Regions from separate parts of the Mus musculus genome. Here region 2 is linked to region 1. The links are chromatin contacts, called in public Hi-C maps. All regions are on one chromosome and are shown on one strand. Each heading gives the region's core, a stretch centred on a gene start, on an enhancer-like site or on the middle of the called end of the contact. The rest is flanking DNA. Distances are from core to core; before and after follow the strand shown.

Region 1 (4,227 bases), core at 230-2,729:
TAGCATTTGAAATGTAAATGAAGAAAATACCTAATAAAAAAAATTAGAAGAAGAAGAAGAAGAAGAAGAAGAAGAAGAAGAAGAAGAAGAAGAAGAAGAAGAAGAGAGGAGGAGGAGGAGGAGAAGGAGAAAAAGAAGAAGAAAAAGAAGAAGAAGAAGAAGAAGAAGAAGAAGAAGAAGAAGAAGAAGAAGAAGAAGAAGAAGAAGAAAAGACATATTGACTCTGAAAAGCATCCATTGAACTCAGTCCTACTAAAAACAGCATCCCTCTTTCCTCTACTGTATGGTGTGCTCTATTGCTTTGAACCTGTTTCCTCTAAGAAAACTTTATTACCAATAGTTAATGATATGGTAAGTGACCAGTGACTATGGAGCAAATGAGTGAAAATCATGAACCCTCTCGTCCCTAGAAAGAACTTTTCATTGACTATGAAATGGCTTTCAAATGCCCCCTTCAGCTAACGAGTCTTTCTATAATTGGCCATTGCAATTTTCTTTCCCCACTTGATACCAAACTTCTCAACTTGTTTGCTTGCTGAAACCTAAGTCTCTCTCCTTGCAGTAGAACTTCTCATTCCATCCAAACAGGTTTCTCTATCACCTCTTCACCCTATGCACAGCTCAAATGCTCCTCATGTCCACAGACCCTCTCTATTCACTCAGCCCAGGCTCTCTCACAGATGTACTCTTCTGAGCAGCAACTCCCCGTAGTCACTTGTATCATACATGCTCAAAGTTGGAAATATATTTTAATGAGTTTATTAAATGTATTATCACTAAGGTCTACATTAGCCAAGAACCTAACAACTCAACTCTATGGTCATTATTAGTTTCTAGATTGCTCTGTCATTCCAGATTTGCAATCAAGATTTTTTTTCTAAAGACATATCTTTTTCCATCTATACATAAAGCTGCTGGCTCTTATACTCAAAATCCAGTTGAACTAAAAAAAAAAAAAAGATTATAAGCTCTATTTTAAATGAATAAGAAGGTAAATAACAGCATGAGATAGTCATAGAAAGACTAACACCACAAATACAATTATCTGATATTTCTAAGTATTCTGCTTTATCAACTACTTACTCAAGTAAGAGGGCCCATGGCCCATGCAGTTTCAATCTTTACCTATCGCCCTCTTTAAGGAATCCCAAGCCACACACTCAGGTCGTGTCTAACCATCCCAAACATTCCATATGAAGGATAGTGCACTAGCAAACAGTGATGCTTCCAATCTCACAGTCCCTGTGCCATTGGGGAAAGGTGAGCTGAGTGGTTAACTCGGTGAGATTGCTAGTTGGTCCTGCCCTTCACTGACAGAAACAAACCAGGCCAAGTCCCAGGTGACAGCCATTTTCCAAATGAGGCCAAGAATATTTTGAAGTGGTTACAGCTCTGACTGGGGATTTGACTCCTAGAGATGCCACAAAGCTCTTTTTAATATCCTGACATTTCCAGACACAGAGAAAGAATCCGGCTGATGAGTCACCAATATTAATGGGGTTTTGAATCCTGATTGCTGTGGCAGCTGCCTCTCCTTTAGTTATTCAGGGAGGAAAAAAAAGGAATTATCAGGCAAGCTCAGGGGGGAGAAACAGTTTGCTGTCATTCAGTTGCCATTTTTATTATCAGCCCTCAGCCCTTGCTTCATAGGGAAGTCGTTTGTTTCCTTGGCTTGTGTTTGTCTGTTGGTGGTGATAGAAATAATTAATTACAAGACCAAGGGCCTCTCCTCCCATTGATGGCAGGAAGCAGGAGTGGGTGGGCTGGAGAGCAGGGTGGGGGGAGGGTATAGGGGACTTTGGGGATAGCATTTGAAATGTAAATGAAGAAAGTATCTAATAAAATATCTATAAATAAAAATAATAATTATTTAGCTTCTACCTTGGTGAAGCAAGCAGGCTTTCTTTGATGGAAACATCTACAGAGCTCAAATACTGGGGATCTGTTTAATCTTGAGAGGATAAAAGCTTACTTTATATCTGAACACCTTTTGCTTTTCTGGTTCTTACATGTTGTTCTGTCTGCATTCCATGATATAATAAAAGAAAGAGTCAGAGAAGGAAGGAAAGGAAGAGAGATATATTATATTTAGGTGAACCAATTTTTTTTCCCGCAAGCATCCATACAATCTAAGGTGTTCGAATCATCACATTCCTGCTACCTATAAGGTTCTCTGGATGCCAACATCCCAGATGTATTTTAAGAGCTACAGCAGATTGCTGCCAACCAAGGCTTTGAGCTTACAAGCTAGTCAATTCCCTTTTTCACCTCTTGAAAAATATAAGCAGATCTTGTCCCTCTTTCAGATATCTGGAGAGGACTCCTCACCTTTTATGCTTCCTGTGATTTTTCTTTCAACAAAAAGAGCATGAGTCTACGGGGCCCTTTTCCACAAACAGGAAGTTGTAATTAAGACAACAGCAATTCTTGGATGCTTTCTCATGAGTCATGAGGGCCATACCAGGATCTAAATGATTAGTTCTCAACTATCAGTGTACAAGAGGAAATGAAAAGGAAGAAAAGAAAAGAAGAGAGGAGAGGAGAGGAGAGGAGAGGAGAGGAGAGGAGAGGAGAGGAGAGGAGAGGAGAGGAGAGGAGAGGAGAGGAGAGGAGAGGAGAAGAGAAGAGAAGAGAAGAGAAGAGAAGAGAAGAGAAGAGAAGAGAAGAGAAGAGAAGAGAAGAGAAGAGAAGAGAAGAGAAGAGAAAAGAAATTCTCCGAGAGAGTTTGCTTAAGTGTATAACTTGAAAGTAGCTTTGGGATCAGGCCTAGGAATCCGTGGTTTACTGGGGGTGCTGGTGACTCTGAGGAAAATGACCCTTAACCCACATGAATGTGATCATCAATCCCATAGCAGCCTCTAGAGCCGTCCCCACAGTAAAAGATGTCCCACTGCTCAAACAACACTTTGCTAGTTAATCATAAAGCATACTCAGCTCTTACCCGAGAAGGCAGAGGGAACATTATATTGGAAACCCCTGTTAAGGACTATCTGTCTTCACACTGGATCCAAGACACTTCCTTTGAGAGACAACTGTGTGAAGGGTGAATATCTCGGATACTTTATTACCATTCAGTGTGAGCATTTCCTGGGTACAAAAATGATCCTGTTGGAATGTGCAACAACGTACCTTAGGGTTCTTTTTTTTTTTCCAAAGGAAAAATGATCTTTCGAAAGTCTTCTATCATGAACATCTTCAAAATCAATCAGAAACAAGAAACTTGGAGAAGGTAAGTCCTGGCAGGTCCACATCTGGCATGGCCACATGCATCTGAATTTCACTTATGTAATATACTTTCTTCTCTGAATGATGCCAAAGGAAGGGACACGCTTTGAGCAAATGTTCCTGTAATGTTTTCATCAGTTCATACAGCAATGAGGCCATCCTCAGGCACTCAGAAATGTAAGACAATTTCTAATGGAGGGGTAGAAAGAAACCCACAAAATAAGGGAGGTGAGACATGTCGAGCCCTGTGCAACCCAAATACATGCAAAGTCTTGAGCTTTTCTCTCTTGCAGGAGCACAAGGCTACTAAATCATGCCTTTGGGCTCATATACCGCACCTTTTCCCCACTGTAAGCCCTTCATAATAGTAAAACTTCTAGGTCAAGAAAAGCCCTAAGAAAACAGATTTAAAAGGTGGCTAGTTATTGCTTAAGACACAGGTGTCCAAGAAATCTGAGCCATGTTACCAATTCTCTCCTAACACTCTATCAGAAATCATCATGCTAGAGACAGGCTTTCTTTACATGGGTGGTATGCAGCTGCAGGTACCTGGAACTCTACATGATTCTAGATCTAGTATCTCTGATACTAGAAAACAGAGAGCACCTCTTTTCCCACGGTCCACCATGTTAAATGGTAGAGAACATTGATAGCATTAACCACATACTATATTCACACCGGAACAGAAGCTTCAGTTGCAATGTTTATAATTAGACCTTGGATTATGACTTTACCCTTGATAATTTGGAGTTGATGATGCATGGAATAAAATAGATCAAATAAAGGCATAAAGAAAGAACAGAAACTGCCTGGCGCTTCCTTATGCTGGTTTTCTTCTCACTAAAGCCTTCCACGACCCCCTACAGAGTTTTTGCATTCCTCCCCTTCCTATAGGTAGATTTTCTTCAAGACAAGAGATATGTCAAAAACATACAACTCACCTCTCTACTTTGAGAACTTTGGGTCTTGGAAAGAATTTCATGTTCTGGTGGTGGGCAAAGC
Region 2 (4,715 bases), core at 2,040-4,539, 65 kb after region 1:
GTTGAAGAGGAACAGAGACGCCTTGGTAGGGATTGTAGTCTGGGCTGCTTTCTTCTCTGTGAGCTTGCTGCCTGAGCTTTTCTATGTACTCCAAAGCCCTGATCATTTCTGGACTAGGAAACTTTTGGACATTCTCCAATCTGAGGTCTGGTTCTTTCTGAAGCAGCTGGTTTCGCTGGAAGGAAGCTGCTTCGGCTCCAGAGATGAGGAAAATTAAGTGGATAAGAAGCAGAACTGCTCCAAGTCGGTACGCCTTAGCTCCAGCCATGTCTTAAAGATTTCCTGAAAACATAGAAAATACAAATTATCACAGATGATACGAGCTTGAAGGCACGATGGGAAGAAAAGGAAAACACAAGCTACAATGGAGAATGGAGAAGAAATGATTTAATATTACACCTAGGAAAACTATTTAAAGTTGATGAATATTTCCTATATGACCCCCACAAGCTAACCATAGGAATCTATAGGAAAGTCATTACTCATTTGCATCAAGCTTGTCTGACATTCTTTTGAAGAAAAACATTGACGGGGGCTTCTCTAAATGTGTGTCTTTCATTTACAAATTAGCAGCTTGATTTTTATCATGTTTCTTTTCAACAAAACAAGACTTTGTAAAGTATTATAATTTCTTCAAAGAGCATTCTATTAAAATCAATTTGGAAATAATTTCTCGTGACACACACACATAATATATATATTAACATACATACATACATATAATTATCCCATAAGATTGTGTCAAAATAATAGCCTGTTTGATTTATTCTCTGAGTTAGACTTCCAATTTTGTTGCAGAAATGCAACAGCTATATGATGACGTAATATAGCATATTAGTGTTAGTAACACTGAGTACCTTGGGCATGGATCCTGGTCAACGCACTGAATGATAAATCCAGAAATTAGCTACTAATCCCCAGCAGCTGGGTCCTCCCAGGTCTCAGCTAGTATACTAAACCATGGAAGCTTTTTGTGGAAGCCTGCAAAATTAATAACCTACACTTTTAAATTTTTCTATGTGCCAATCTTCAAATAATTGTATTATGGCTGACTTACAAAATGCAATTAGGGTTATATTTTTCATCTTTCCTCTAGTGTATAGTAAATAAACAGATGCTACAGGGAGAACATAAGTTTACTTAACTAGTCTATTTCTAAGCTTTTGAGTGTTCAGATTCAGTTTGTCTTATGTCTCTGCCTATTTTTGTAGGGACCTGTGAAATCTTAAATGACTCACACACACTGTTAGAAAATCTGAAAATAACCACTATGTAACTCCCAATTTAGATAAACACAGACGATGTGTTGAATTCTTCCTACTTAAAAAAGAAAAGAAAAGAAAAAAAGGTAAAAAAACCTTCATTCATTTTTTTCTCCAATATTTTTAAAATCTCACAGATGGATTAGTAAGAGGAATCACTTGTACACTTCCTGCTTGGCATTGCTGATAATTGGAGAAGCTATTTCAATCCTTGAAATTTCTTTTGTAAACAAATGCATGTAAATAAATCTATAAGTTTATTCATGTCTTCGATACATCCTGGTTTGTGGCAAATAAGCAAAGTTATGTGAAAATGATTTCCTGTTAGATTAAGCATCTAGATATTGCTTAACAGATCTTGCTGATAATGAATGCTATAATTTTTTTAGAACTGTCAATAGGTTGTAGGTATAGAAACTTCCTTTGCTTACATACATAGGCTGATTAAGATTACCACCAAGTAGGCTATTTAAGCATACACAGAACATTTCCAAAATAAACAAATGCTTTCTTCAAGAAACTGTACCCATAAACTTGTGAGTGATATAATGAAGTTTAAATAAAAAGGGTTCTATATGTATATAATATATTTCATATTACTTCAGGATTGATTTAGCTTTGGCAATCAGCTTTCACTACTGTCATGTTAAATGTTATCTTGAAAGCCATATTGAGTGCATTTGCTTTAAGATCATTATCTTGACATACTCTTAACACATCTTAGCATATGGATTACGTGATTATCTGAGAACCCACTACTTTGAAGGGAGGTTTTTCTGTAGAATTAGAGAAAGAATGCACATTGCAGTTTGAACCACAGCCTAACATGCATGGCCGACTCGTCGCTGACTCTGGTTTACTTTAGATGACACCGTTATTGCTTCTAACACTCAAAGGACTTCATTTCTCTAGGAGCTGCTCTTGCAAGCAGTGAAGATGGCTTTAATAGTTCTAACACCTTACACAGTGTTTGATTTAAAATTTAATTTTCTGAAGTCTAAATGGTAGGAACATTGTGTCTCCTCAGACAGCTATTATTGATGCCCCTTACAGTAAAAAACATCTTTCCTATGAAATCAGCTGGAACATTGACACTGAACCATCAACACATGTGAGTAAATCTGATTCAAACAACCCACCTAGTTAGGATAAACAAAAATAAATTTGCTTCAATCAACCTCTTCAGCAAGTAACATATCAGCTTTTCCAACCAACGCATAAAAATTACAATCACAGTCCATACCGATCTATATATTTTCTTCCCTGGATTCAAAGTTATCATTTCTCTGTGATTCCTAGTAACATGAACCTTTCCCACAAAGTGATAGTTCATCTTTGAAAAGGGGAAAATGTCAATGTTCAAAATTATTCTAAGCTGCTTTCTCAAGACTAAAATTAGCACATAATAACATAAGCCCTTCTGGAATATACCAGTTCATAAAATAATTAATAATTAATTCAGAGTTCCCTTAAGGTGAATATCAAAGAAAGAAAACAAATCTAAATTTTTTGCCTCTGTGACTCATATGATTGATGACATTTGAATCCTTTTAAACTGTCTGTTAAGATTATTAAGCATATAAAATTATATTTTTGGTTCTATATCTGACTCTTGGGAGAAAAAGAACACATTAGAGAAAGAATCAAAACATAAGGTTTGGTTAACTTTACATTAATCGGCATGTTGACGTTAAAATTCTCAACTTTTCTGCTCTCCTTGCATACAGTTTTACTCAGTAACATTATAGTTAATGCATATTCTCTGACAAGTCCTGTAAATCACAGAGCCCCTCATTTCGGCACACACGTATAGAGTATCCTTGCCTAAAAAGCAGCAGGTTGTCCGGTTATTCTATCAATATAAGCTTGCCAACGGTCTTTTTCCTCTCATCTGGGAAAACAGGGAGGGACACTCAAATGAGAACTTTCCAGTAAATAGAAGAGAAAGCAGTCTTACCTCTGTCTTATATTATGTGGAAGGCTCCAAGCATGCTCCTCTCTGCCGCTGAGTGAGGGCTCGGGCCGTTTCAGCACCGGACAGCTCCTCGGCTTATAGAGAGCCTGGGCGCCTGACTCCGCATTCCACGCTGACGTCACCGGCTCAGCCTCAAACCCCAGCGCAGGCGAGCTTTTTCAAAGAATCCGAGAGAAAACAATCACTTTAGATATTTTTTTAAAGCGTTGCATGCTTACGCCACCTGTCTTATGTAGCAAAAACTACAGCTTCTTCCCCCTTCTTTTATCTCTGAGGCTCGAAATAAAATGTTCAGCACAAATTCCCTTAGAAAGGAAGAAATCTGTCAGATAGACATGACTAATTGCAAGGACATCTCTGCGTTTTCACGCCTTGTTTAGAAAGGTTTCTTGGGCTTGCTGCCATGTCATAAGAATTTTACAGATAATGACTATCTTTTTATTTGTGCCTATAAAGAAATACGTTCTCATTTCCTGGTGCAGCCACAATTGAACAGAACATTGCAAATATGATAGATCGTATTTCATATCATGACTCCAGGCAGAACTGTTTTAAAACTGTTTAGTTTGAGCAAAAAAGGTGAGATGCTTAATTTTTTTTTTAATGAGAATCAACTCCAATTCTTTCAGCACAGTGTTCAAAATGAGAGTTCACAGACGCTCAAGTTGTTGATACTTCTATATGAGGCCATTCAAATCTTCAGCAAAATCAGGTGTTGCAAGAGATAGCTAAGAAACTGTGCTCCAAAAAACATACTGCCTACCAGGAAGGGAGGGATTACTGCTAGAAGAGAGAGAGTGGGGGTGGAAGGGGGAGAGAGAGGGAGAGAGATTGAGAGATTTTCATATGCCTAGAGCCCTCTTGGCATCAAGAGAACATAGTACCACAGAAATACTTCTAGGTTTTGGTTGAGTAAGTTGAGGTGACTAACTTCAATGAATGAGAACCATCCAAGGAACAATGTCAGAGTTAACCCACCGCTTCTTGGATTTATAATTCATAACCATGGCTGTACTTTGCCGTGGAACTTGATTAGGTACCTTAATAATTTATACAGGTCTAAATTTTTAACTTTATTTTATTAAAGATGTGAGTCCTCTAACCCTGTATATACTGAAATATATTTCTGAGAACTGAGAGAATCTTGTTGTATGAGGTCCTCTAAAAGTCTCTGCTGACTGAACAATCACATTCCAATTTTATCTACCCACCAACTGAGTTATGATGCTTATGAGGTGCCAGATAGTTTGTGAACTACTGGGAAAAGAAAAAAATGAATATAGTTTTCTGGCTTTAAGAAGGCTTTAATCAATGGGGATGAAAGATAGATTATTTTAATATACATTGGAAAGCACTAAAGAGAAGGCTATTCAGAAGGCTTTGAAAGTTTTGTGGCATTTGCAAAACTCAAGAAGAAGGAAGAAGAAGGAAGTGTGGATACTTTGCTCCTTCTTAGAATGGGAAACAAAGTACCCATG

What was found. Hi-C and Micro-C count contacts between places; a contact is called where the count stands out from the background.
Region 2: a Hi-C map of the N1E-115 cell line shows a contact between it and region 1, with 4 times the contacts expected there. The contact joins the promoter of Scg2 here to the enhancer-like site in region 1. A contact is called at or near these places in 3 of 39 promoter capture datasets (the HPC-7 cell line, cranial neural crest and hippocampal neurons), 5 of 484 Hi-C or Micro-C datasets (the HPC-7 cell line, the N1E-115 cell line, cortical neurons and 1 more), 1 of 115 datasets of contacts at active chromatin or transcription factors (neural progenitor cells) and 2 of 9 other capture datasets (liver and pancreatic islet).

Annotation. Positions count from the first base shown.
Region 1 is chr1:79,373,537-79,377,763 of GRCm38.p6, forward strand. No RefSeq gene overlaps it. Among named protein-coding and RNA genes, the nearest start is that of Scg2, 64 kb to the right of the region's middle. Within about 2 kb of position 1,480, at least 11 of the 459 cell types and tissues checked have an H3K27ac peak or open chromatin away from gene starts, as enhancers often do. A contact at or near this core is called in the N1E-115 cell line, where this site is marked.
Region 2 is chr1:79,436,737-79,441,451 of GRCm38.p6, forward strand. Scg2 (secretogranin II) reads right to left here and starts at 3,290. Exons shown (of 2, transcript NM_009129.3): 1 at 3,220-3,290; 2 at 1-282. The coding sequence starts at 268.